2 separate regions of the Pan troglodytes genome follow, and region 1 is linked to region 2. Evidence: chromatin contacts called from public Hi-C data. All regions are on one chromosome and are shown on one strand. The core of a region is the stretch at or near the end of the contact, and the rest is flanking DNA. Distances in the headings are between cores, read along the strand shown.

Region 1 (5,778 bases), core at 2,407-4,906, 140 kb after region 2:
GACGTCACTTCTCAGGTGGCAGAAAACCCAGAGATGGGAGATAAGTTATCTCTGGAGATGATTGGAGCACCTACTGCCCTGGCCCCTGTTGATGCAGAACCTCCCCCTTGTCCCATACTCTGTAAACTGCCCCAGGGCTTAAGCCACCCCACCTTCAGGAAAGTCGTCACGGGGAGCAGCTGGCAGGGCTCTTGTGGATCGAGGACAGCTTCCTTCTGTGCATATGCAGTGCCTCGCTCGGCCAGCTGCTCCTGCTCTCTCTCTCTGGGCAAATGGCCTCCTGGAAGAGGAAGAATCACCGAGAAAAGGGAAGGCTCCCAGCAGGGCCAGGCAGTTGGCAGTGGTCCCACTTCTTGAGTCCCTTCCTCCTTAGAGAGGCCTCTGAGCCACCAGGGACCCTGGGAGGGGAGGGAGGCCAGGGAACCACTGTGCTTTTTCAGGCTTTCACGCCCAGAAAGTAGAAGCAGCACAGGGGCCAACAAGGCTCTTAGAACCCTGTAGAATTATCCACAAAAATGTCCACTGCATCCTAGTTATCCATCTTTGGCTCCATATTTTGGAAAGTATATGGAAAGGTACAGACATAGATGCTCTAAGACTCAAAGATGGAGTGATGAGCTGGGGCCATCTTCCACTGAACTTCCGTTCTTATTGAGCTCTGAGCTGAAGAGGATTCCTGTCTCCTGCCAGGCCTTACAGGAGAAGAGTGCGCATCAGCCCCTCACTGGGTCTGGGAGCCAGGAGTTCAGCTCTGCCTGGGTTCAGCCCTTGCCCTGCAGAGAGTGAAGCAGAAGAGAGAAGCAAAAGCTCCTGCCTCCAACCCCCTAGGAAGGAAAGTTGTTTTGCTTGCTTAGCAAATTGTCTCTGGGGTGCACTTTCTTTTTTAATTTGCTTTTTATTTATTGTTAACGTAGTATGACACCAATAAAATAAAATTTTAAGAAATCAGTTCCTTAGCACCCAACGACCCTAACATAAATTTTCATTTTCTATTTTCTTTTGCCGTCTTTTCCCCTAGGCAAGCTTTATTTTATAATATTGTAGACATACATAGATACAATTTTATTCTGTGCTCTTTTCCATTAGGCATAAATGCTTTTTCTTGTTGCTACATAGTCTGTGTAATTATCATTTTGATGGCGCGTAATTGCATTGAGTTCTGATTTACTAAACCATCTCCTCATGGCTGGACATTAACATTCTTTCCAGGGGTTTATTTATTTATTTGTTACTATACATAATTTTGTAATAAACACCCTCATCTATTATTTTTTTCATTTTTTGAATTTTTTTTTAGTTTAGACATCCAGGTTCTCCTTGGAGGTTTTAGGTGGATAGAACTGTCCGCTCCAAGAATTTGAACTACGCAATCATTAAAATGATAATTATACTGAGTATGTAGCAACATGGAAAAACCTTTATGCCTCATAGGGGAAACTGCACAAAATAAGAAACCTGGGCTTTGGAATATCCTTAACCCAAATCAATGATAAAAGATGGAGCCCTGTGACACATCACTAGAGACCTCCCTCTAAGTTGACATGACTCCATAAAGGTCTCTTCGCATGTGATTTTTCAATAGGCAGCTCTGCCCTGTGTTATCATACAATCCATTCTCTCCATCCTCCCACGGACAGTATTATGTGAGAACTTCCGAGATGGACTGTGCTGACAGACGCCACAGCACTGCTGGCCCTGCAGCCCGAAGGCTAGGTTGCATCTCCTGCTGGGTGTGCAGTGGATCCTAGCCCCAAGTCTCCTCCACCTGCACTGCTGCCCAGAGGGTGCCATCCTGGAGGGAGAGATGCAGCAGTTCTCATCACTCCTGTGACAGGTCATCAGTTCATCTGGCCACCCCAGCAAATGCAGGGATTCACGGGGCATTTTCCACTTCTCCCCTTGCTCTTGCAGGAGCAAGCTTGTTCCTGGACTGTCAGCCTGGGCTTGTTTGCTAGCCTGGGAGTATGACACCCCATGTGTATTTTTTCCATTGCAATGCAGCGTTTTCCTGGAAAACATTCCAGGGAAGGAGCTCAGGTTTGAGGGTCACACAGACCTGGGATCAAATTCCTGCCTTTCCTCTTATTTGGTTAAGTAATTTAACCTCCTCACCCCTCAGTTTTCTTAATCTATACAATGGACTTACTGCTATTGACTGCTTGGTTTCTTGTAAGGGATTAATGGACAAATAGATGTGAATTTGGCTGACACAGCACCTGATATACAGTAAATATTTAACAAGCACCAGTTTCCTGCCTTCCTTTCTGCCCTTCTTGGACCCGAGGGAAGGTATAGATAAGGTGTGGTGCCCAGAGGTCTGGGTACTTAATAAATGCCAAGGTAAATCATGGCTGGCTGGCAGGGCCCTTAGCAGGCAAGGGCAGCCTGATACTATTGGGGCAAAGTCCCCAGGATACAGGAGAGAGAAGAACAGAAAGCTGGGGGTTTCAAAAATCCAATAGTCCAAAATGTCAAGGACTGAAACATTAAAAGGCCTTTGAGTTGCTTAGGTTTAGACTCCGTTGTTTAAAGAGTCACTGAGCGTGGGGCAGTGGGTGGGCAGGGGGAGAGGCGGCTATTGGTGAGAGGAGGCTGCAGTGCGAGTCCATTTCTGTTTATATCAGTGGATTCAAAGTGAGGGACAAAATAGATCAATTGTTGCTTAGATGTGTTTGATAAAAGAGAAACTGTTATCTTGATGCAAAGATCTACAGCCTGCAGAGTTCACAGGGAACATGGTTCCCAGCGTGCCCTGGGCTGGGTGTCCCCAAACAGCTGCAAAGCAGCCCTGACACCATCTGAGAACCTCTGGCGGCTTACAAACAGGAAGGCTGCTTGTAAACAGTAGGCCGGAACCAGGAGGGTCGTGGAGGCACAGCGGGGCCCTGCCACTCCAAGCGGAACCCAGCCTGCTCCCATGAGAAGCAGAGGAGCGAATGTTCTAGGCAGTTTTCTAAGCTTCCGCTGCCTGGTCTGCCCTTGAGTGGGTGACTTCATCCTGTTAGTTACAGTCTCTTGCTTTGAACTAACTGCCTGTAAAGTACAGGTACAGATTGTGTTTTAAAGGGTTTTCATATTGGTTGTTCAGAACTTTGTTTGTGTTTTCCGTGGGAAAACGTATAAACTGTGTTTAAGTTCCCAGCCTGAGCCACAAGCATTGAGTCTACTCATAGTACAACAGCATTAAAATTGAGAAAATAACCTTGCGCCCAGACCTGGAGCCCTATTGCGCCTGGGACCTTCCCGCCCTGAAAAATGGAGTTGAAATGGCTGTGAAATCCCTTCCCTCCTCCTCTCTGGCCCAAGAGCGTATGCGGTCCTCCCCTATCTTTCTGTTCTTTTGTCTGGGGTGGGGGTGAGGTTCACAAGAAGAGGGACTCCTACGTCTTCCTTCTGTTCCCTCTGCCTCCGTCTCCTGCATGTCTGCTTCGCTTCACATTCACCCAAACAAAACTCTCGGCCTCTTCACTGACATCTGCAAAAATTCCACTCATGTCAAGCGCTGTGTGAATTTCGGTCAGCACCACTGAAGGCTGGGGAGAGGGAGGTGGGGAGAGGAGGGAGGTGGTCTCTGTAAGGGCCCTGGCTTGTAGCATTTGCATCCGCTGCTGCCTCTCCCCTCCCTCTTCCCCCTGCCCTCCTCAGCCTCTATCCTGGAGTGCCTGTAGGGGCCCCATTCTCTCTGTACTGGGCACCAGCTCCTGCCTCCACCCAGGCCTGTTCAGAGCAGAGGGGCGTCCCCACTCACAGGACTCACCCTCCCCCACACCAGTTGTTTTAGTGTCAATAGTAATCTTTTTCTCACTACCGTCGTAATTCGATAAAACCAGCAAAGCGGTAGAATAAAACTAGAGTCATCCATTTAACAACAGTGCTTTATTTGGGGCTCTGGGAGAAGTGGTTTTTGTCAAAAGGGCTGCGGTGGTCAATAGAAACATTTCCTAAAAAAATCTGGCAGAAATTGGAAGAGGGAAGCCAGTTGAAGGACAGGCTTGCAGGAGAGACAGCTCATCTCAGGTGGAAGTGACCATGAGCGACGAGACAGCAAGAGAGGGAGAGGTGAGAAGAGGGTGGGCCCCGGGGTGGGGGTGATGTGCTATGCCGCCTCTGCAGGGCCCGGCCACCCACGAGACAGGGGTGCTGGGGAGTGCAGAGAGAGAAAGAAGGCTTGGTGAGATCTGTGCCAAACCACTGTTTCCAGGTTGGTGGTTTGCACTGGAGTGAGGCTGGGTGTGGTCTGCGCTCCACACCACTTCTCCCCACAGCCCCCATCGCATCGCCACCCCTGTTGGGTGGCAGGCTCCGTCCAGGCAAGGATGGGGCAGCCTGGGAGTCAGCCTGACAGCATCTGGTGTCATGTCTCTGCCATTTAGTGGCCCTGGGAGTTCGATCAGGTCATTTAGTGGATGTAGTCTAAGGATTGTCCACGGAGAAACCCAGGCAGCTTATTCAGATACAGACTCTTGGGCCTTAGGCCTAGAGGTGCTGACTCGCAAAGTCTATGCTGGGGTTAAGGCATCTGAATTTTGTTTCAAATTCCCTGTGGGACTCAGACACACAGCCAATGTGTTAGCGCCTCTGTCATTCTCTAGCCTCAACTGCGGAACGAGGTGAAATGTAGGTAGGTACACAGCATGTGAGCCCCCTTCTCACCCCCTTCTCACCAGAGCCACTCTCCTTTTTTTTTTTTTTTTTTTTTGAGACAGAGTCTAACTCTGTTGCCCACGCTGGAGTGCAGTGGTGCAATCTCAGCTCACTGCAACCTTCCCGTCTCCTGGGTTCAAGGGATTCTCATGCCTCAGCCTCCTGAGTAGCTGGGATTACAGGCATGCGCCACCAAGCTCAGCTAAGTTTTGTATTTTTAGTAAAGGTGGGGTTTCAACATGTTGGCCAGGCTGGCCTTGAACTCCTGACTTCAGGTGATCCACCCGTCTCAGCCTTGCAAAGTGCTGGGATTACAGGCGTGAGCCATCGCGCCCGGCCAGAGCTGCTCTCCTTTGAGTCCCCTGGAGATTTCACGTGGAGGTGACATTCACGTCAGCCTGGCTGGCCAGCCAAGCCTCTGGCCAAAGTCAGCATCTGAAGAGCCAGAACACACATTTCTGCTGCCCTCAGGCAGGCAGGGTGAACCCCTGGACACACGCTGGCCCAGGTAACAGCTTTGCTTGGAGCTCAAAATGAACAGCTCTACCAGAGCCAGGGGTGTTGGTGGTGCTGGTGGTGCTGATGGAGGACAGGTGAAGTGGGTTGGGGGTTATTCATGGTAGCAAATGTTTATCCGGGTCCTGGTAGTGCCAGGTGTTTTGCAAATATAATCTCATTCGAGCCCCACAAAACCCTGTGAACCAGGCTATGACTTTACCCATTTTACAGATGGGGAAATGGAGAGGCTCTATGACCTACCTAAGGTCACACAGCTTGTTTTGTTGTGTTGTTATCTAGGAATTTGAATATTGTTTAATGTGTTATAAGATATTGTAGAGTTGATCACAAGCTATTAAAAATGGTAATGTACAAACGTGGATAGATATTTATCTACAATACGGGTAAGTTTTGTTTCTCCTGTAATAGACGCTGATGAACAAGTGAGGGGACAATTGATTTTTGGTTCTCTTTTTTGTTCTTTTTTGCTCGGGCAAGTTGCACTATTAAAATATTGAGATTGTATAAATATAGTCAAAAGCTGCAAGATGGGAAAATCTTGTAGATGTCAAATAAGAAGTCATTATACTAACTTTTTAGAGTCAATCTGACTCCAGAGCCTCTGCTCGCTCCACT
Region 2 (5,512 bases), core at 2,824-5,323:
CCTCCCAGGTTCAAGCAATTATCCTGCCTCAGCCTCCTGAGTAGCTGGGACTACAGGTGCCTGCCACCATGCCTGGCTAATTTTTGTCTTTTTAGTAGAGATGCAGTTTCACCATGTTGGCTAGGCTGGTCTCGAACTCCTGACCTCAGGTGATCTACCCGCTTCGGCCTCCCAAAGTGTTGGGATTACAGGTGTGAGCCACCACGAACAGCCCTGATCACTAATTCTGAGGTGGTCATTGGATTCTGGAAGCTTGGTCCTATAAGAGCAGGATCAAGTCAGATTCAGATAAAACAGAAACTCCCAGGTAAATTTGATTTCAGATAAGCAATGAGTCACTTTGCAGTATGAGTATGTCCCTAGTGTTTAGGACATACTTATGAAGCTGTCCTCACAGGGTTAACAAGAATCCTGGACAGAAATATAGTTATAATTAAGCATTAATGAGGCTGCACTTTCACCCACTTCCTTGTAACGGAAAGTCACATAGCACTAGATACTGACCACTTGAATCCCCATTGTTCCTTTAGATTGGATCCCTGACATTAGAATCATAAGGCTTGGCTGGGCCTGTGATCCCAGCATTTTGGGAGGCTGAGGCAGGTGGATCGTTTGAACTCAGTGACCAGCCGGGCCAACATGACAAAACCCTGTCTCTACAAAAAATACAAAAAATAGCCAGGTGTGGTGGATTTGTGCCTATAGTCCTAGCTATTCGGGAGGCTAAGGTAGGAGCATCACCTGAGCCTGGGGAGGTTGAGGCTATAGTGAGCCATGATTGTGCCACTGCACTCCAGCCTGGGCAACAGAGTGAGACCCTGTCTCAAAAAAAAAAAAAGAATCATAAGGGTTTTGTTTAAGAATTGCTTAAGATGTTTTTCAGGTCCCTGAATTCCAGTGAAACAGCTGATGCCAAGCAGTTTGAAGACCTCCACAGAGGAATGAAAGCAACATAAGAATAGTTTCTTCATTTCCTTGTCCCATGACTTCATGCACTCTTTGCCTAATCAACGATCTCCACACTTCAGCCCTCTCCAAAACCCTTAAAAACCCTAGCCCCAGGCCAGGCGAAGTGGCTTACACCTGAAATCCCAGCACTTTGGGAGGCCAAGGTGGGAGGATTGCTGGAGCCCAGGAGACCAGTCTAGGCAACAAAGTGAGACCCTGTCTCTATTAAAAAAAAAAAAATTTAACCAGTCATGGGCACACGCCTGTGATACTAGCTGTATGGGAGCCTGAGGCAGAGGATTGTTTGAGCCCAGGAGGTCGAGCTCCAGCGAGCCATTTTTGCGCCACTGCACTCCAGCCTGGGTAACAGAGAGAGACCCTGTCTCAAAAAAACAAAAAACAAACAACAAAAAACCCCCAGCCCCTGACTCCCTGGGGAGATAGATTTGAGGTTTCCTCCCTGTCTTCTCATTCAGTGGCCCTGTATTAAACCTCTTTCTCTGCTGCAACCCCGTGTCTGGGTGTATTGATTTGACAGGAGTGTCGGGCAATTAACCTATTACAGTTACGCTTAGAGTAAAAAATGATTCATTATTTGTCTAAAATTCAAATTAGATATGCATCCTGCATTTCATTTCTCAGTCTGGCACCCTGCTGGTCTGGCATCCAGTTCAGAGCCCTTGCTCAGAGACAGTGACTATGACAGCAGCTAATTGAATTAGTGCATCTCAGGCACGTTTTCCTTTCTAATATGCTGTTGACTAAGCTTATGATATTTTCTCCCTCTGACTCAGTTACATCTCTAAATTGATACCAGCCCCCTTGGACATGGCCTTCACCCTAGGGAAGCCTAGGTTCCTGTATTTAACACCCTTCTCCTTTTTTAATTTTTAAAAAATGTGTTATTTTTTAAAAAATAGAGACAGGGTGTTGCTATGTTGCCCAAGCTGGTCTTGAACTCCTGAGCTCAAATGATCCTTGTCCTTTGGCCTCACAAAGTGCTGGGATTACAGAAGTGAGCCACTGCACCCAGCCCTGTATTTAACACACATCTAGAAAATTTGGAGCACAGACAGATTGAGAACACTTTCCTCTTTTGCATACAGTTTCAGGGTATTCCCAGATCTCACGAAGCCCAGGCATGGATTGCCCCTGACATAACTTCTTATCCAACCCCCCGCTTTTCAGAATAGAAAACCCAGGCCCAGAAAGAAGGTGACTTGCTCAGGTCAATAGCAAATGACTGTGAGCTAGTCAACTCCATGTATTTATTTATTTGGCTTAGATTTATATGAACTAGTTTAAACCTGATAGTAATAAAAAAATTCACTGGCCCTACAAATGCTTAATTACATTTAAAGTAATACAACTTATGAACAAATGAACTGTAAAAAGATATTTTTGGCCGGGCGTGATGGCTCACGTCTGTAATCCTAGCACTTTGGGAGGCCGAGACAGGAGGATCACTTGAGTCCAGGAGTTCCAAACCAGCCTGGTCAACATGGTGAAACCCCATCTCTACAAAAGATAAAAAATTAGCTGGGCATGGTGGCACGTGCCTGTAGTCCCAGGCTGAGGTGGGAGGATCACCTGAGCCTGGAGAGGTTGAGGCTGCAGTGAGCCATGATCGTGCCACTGTACTCCAGCCTGGGCAGTAGAGTGAGACCCCCACCTCACAAAAAAAAAAAAAAAAAAAGATTTTTTTGAACTTTTGGGAGAAAGTAAAAATGATCTATAGAACAAGTTCTCTCGCTAGTTTTATTGGTTGTATTAGCTTCCTGTTGCTGCTATAATTACCACAAACAGAGTGAGTGACTTCCAGCAACAGAAACTTATTATCATACAATTCTGGTGGGTAGAAGTCTGAAATTCAGTCACTGGACTAACATCAATGTATTGGCTGAACTGTGCTTCTTCTGGAGGCCCTAGGGGAGCATCCATTTCCCTGCCTTTTCCAGCTTCAAGAGGCCGCCTGCATTCCTTGGCTGCTGGCCCCACATCACTCTGACCTTTGCTTCTCTAGTCACATCTCCTCTGACTCTGACCCTCTTGCCTCCACAGAACCTTTGTGATTACATTGGCACTACCTGGGTTATCCAGAATACTTTCCCATCTTAAGATCTATATCTGAAAAGTCCCTTTCATCACATTAGGCAACTTATTCCTGGGCTTTGGGAATTAAGGCATGGGCATCTTCGGGAGGCCATCATTCTTCCTACCACAGTTGTGATGAGGTATCGTGATTACAGGTTTTGAAAAAAGTCCTTAGCTGTTAGTGAACTGATTATAGGTGAAATTATTTGCTTTAAAATCCTCTAGACCAGGCACAGAGCTCATGTCTGAAATCCTAGCACTTCAGGAGGCTTAAGTGGGAAGATCACTTGAGTCCAGGGGTTCCAGACCAGCCTGGGCAACATGGCAAAACCCCATCTTTACAAAAGCAAAACAAAGATTAGCCGGGCATTGTGGCACGGATCTGTAGTCTCAGTTACTTGGGAGGCTGAGGTGGGAGAATCACCAGAGCCTGGGGAGGTTGAGGCCTCAGTTAAGCATGATCCTAGGTGACAGAGTGAGACCCTGGCACTCCAGCCTGGGCAACAAAGTGATAGCATGTCTCAAAAAAAAAAAAAAAAAAAAAAGAAAGTAAGAATGAAAGAAGAAGAAAATTGAAAGGATGGGTTGCCCCTCCACACCTGTGGGCATTTCTTGTTAGGTGAAACGAGAGACTTAGAAAAGAAAGAGATGCAGAGACAAAAAATGAGACAAAAAAATGAGAGACAAAAAAGAAAGAGACACAGAGAAAGAAAAATGGGCCCAGGGGACCGGCGCTCAGCATATGGAGGACCCGTGCGGGCCCTGGCCTCTGAGTTCCCTTAGTATTTATTGATCATTATTGGGCATCTCCCAGAGAGGGGGTGTGGCAGGACAATAGGATAATAGTGGAGAGAAGGTCAGAAGGTAAACATGTGAACAAATGTCTCTGCATCATAAACAAGGTAAAGAAAAAAGTGCTGTGCTTTTGATGTGCATATACATAAACATCTCAATGCTTTAGAGAGCAGTATTGCTGCCAGCATGTCCCACCTCCAGCCCTAAGGCGGTTTTCCCCTGTCTCAGTAGATGGAATATACAATCCGGCTTTACACTGAGATATTCCATTGCCCAGGGACGAGCAGGAGACAGATGCCTTCCTCTTATCTCAACTGCAAAGAGGCGTTCCTTCCTCTTTTACTAATCCTCCTCAGCACAGACCCTTTACGGGTGTCGGGCTGGGGGACGGTCAGGTCTTGGCCATATTTCAGACTATCACAAGGAGAGAAACCTTGGACAATACCTGGCTTTCCTAGGCAGAGGTCTCTGCGGCCTTCCGCAGTGTACTGTGTCTCTGAGTATTGGAAGTTAGGGAGTGGTGATGACTCTTAACAAGCATGCAGCCTTCAAGCATTTGTTTAACAAAGCACATCCTGCAGAGCCCTTAATCCATTTAACCCTGAGTTGACACAGCACACGTCTCAGGGAGCACAGGGTTGGGGGTAGGGTTACAGATTAACAGTATCTCAAGGCAGAAGAATTTTTCTTAGTACAGAACAAAATGGAGTCTCTTATGTCTACTTTCTACGCAGACACAGTAACAATCTGATCTCTCTTTTCCCCACAAAAATAGAGAGGGGGAAAAAAACCCTTAGAAGACATAAATGGCAGAAAGTTGATGATTAGTTTTTTTGTTGTTTTTCTGCCTTTTTTTTTTTTTTTAGATGGAGTCTTGCTCTGATGCCCAGGCTGGAGTGCAGTGGCGTGATCTAGTCTCACTGCAACCTCTACCTCCTGGGTTCAAGCAATTCTCCTGACTCAGCCTCCCAAGTAGCTGGGATTACAGGCGCGTGCCACCACACTCAGCTAATTTTGTATTTTCAGTAGAGACGGGGTTTCACCATGTTGGCCAGGCTGGTCTCAAACTCCCCACCTCAGATGATCTGTCTGCTTTGGCCTCCCAAAGTGCTGGGGTTACAGGCATGAGCCACCGTGCCCGGCCAGTGATTGTTAAAGCTGAGCTATGTGTACATGGAGGCTCATTGTACTATGTCCTCCAATTTTTTGCATATTTGAAATTTTCCATTATATAAAGTTAAGCATTATAGATCTTTATGTTGTGGTACTGGTCCATGGACAGATGAGTAACTGTGAAAGAATAGGAAGTCCAGAAATGCACCCTAACACAAGCAGAAATTTAATAAATACAATACAAACGTGGCATTTCAAATCAGTGGGGATTATTTAAATGTTATTGGGACAACTGGGTAGATATCTGTGAAAAATAAGTTTAGAGGCTGGGTGCGGTGGCTCATGCCTGTAATCCCAGCACTTTGGGAGGCCGAGGCAGGCAGATGGCCTGAGGTCAGGAGTTCAAGACCAGCCTGGACAACATAGTGAAACCCCATCTCTATTAAAATACAAAAATTAGCTGGGCATGGTGGCATGCGCCTGTAGTCCCAGCTATCCCAGCTCCTCGGGAGGCTGAGGCAGGAGAAATGCTTGAACCTGGGAGGCGGAGGTTGCAGTGAGC

What was found. A called contact is a pair of places that touch in the nucleus more often than the background predicts.
Region 1: a contact with region 2 is called in a Hi-C map of stem cell-derived neural progenitor cells, with 3 times the contacts expected there. The contact joins two enhancer-like sites. A contact is called at or near these places in 3 of 7 Hi-C or Micro-C datasets (blood, induced pluripotent stem cells and stem cell-derived neural progenitor cells), 1 of 1 datasets of contacts at active chromatin or transcription factors (stem cell-derived excitatory neurons) and 1 of 1 other capture datasets (stem cell-derived neural stem cells).

The regions. Positions count from the first base shown.
Region 1 is chr12:96,246,200-96,251,977 of NHGRI_mPanTro3-v2.0_pri, forward strand. All of the region lies in intron 3 of CIB4 (calcium and integrin binding family member 4), which reads left to right. Among named protein-coding and RNA genes, the nearest start is that of CIB4, 32 kb to the left of the region's middle. Within about 2 kb of position 3,657, at least 3 of the 24 cell types and tissues checked have an H3K27ac peak or open chromatin away from gene starts, as enhancers often do. A contact at or near this core is called in stem cell-derived neural progenitor cells, where this site is marked.
Region 2 is chr12:96,102,773-96,108,284 of NHGRI_mPanTro3-v2.0_pri, forward strand. No RefSeq gene overlaps it. Among named protein-coding and RNA genes, the nearest start is that of SLC35F6, 13 kb to the left of the region's middle. Within about 2 kb of position 4,074, at least 3 of the 24 cell types and tissues checked have an H3K27ac peak or open chromatin away from gene starts, as enhancers often do. A contact at or near this core is called in stem cell-derived neural progenitor cells, where this site is marked.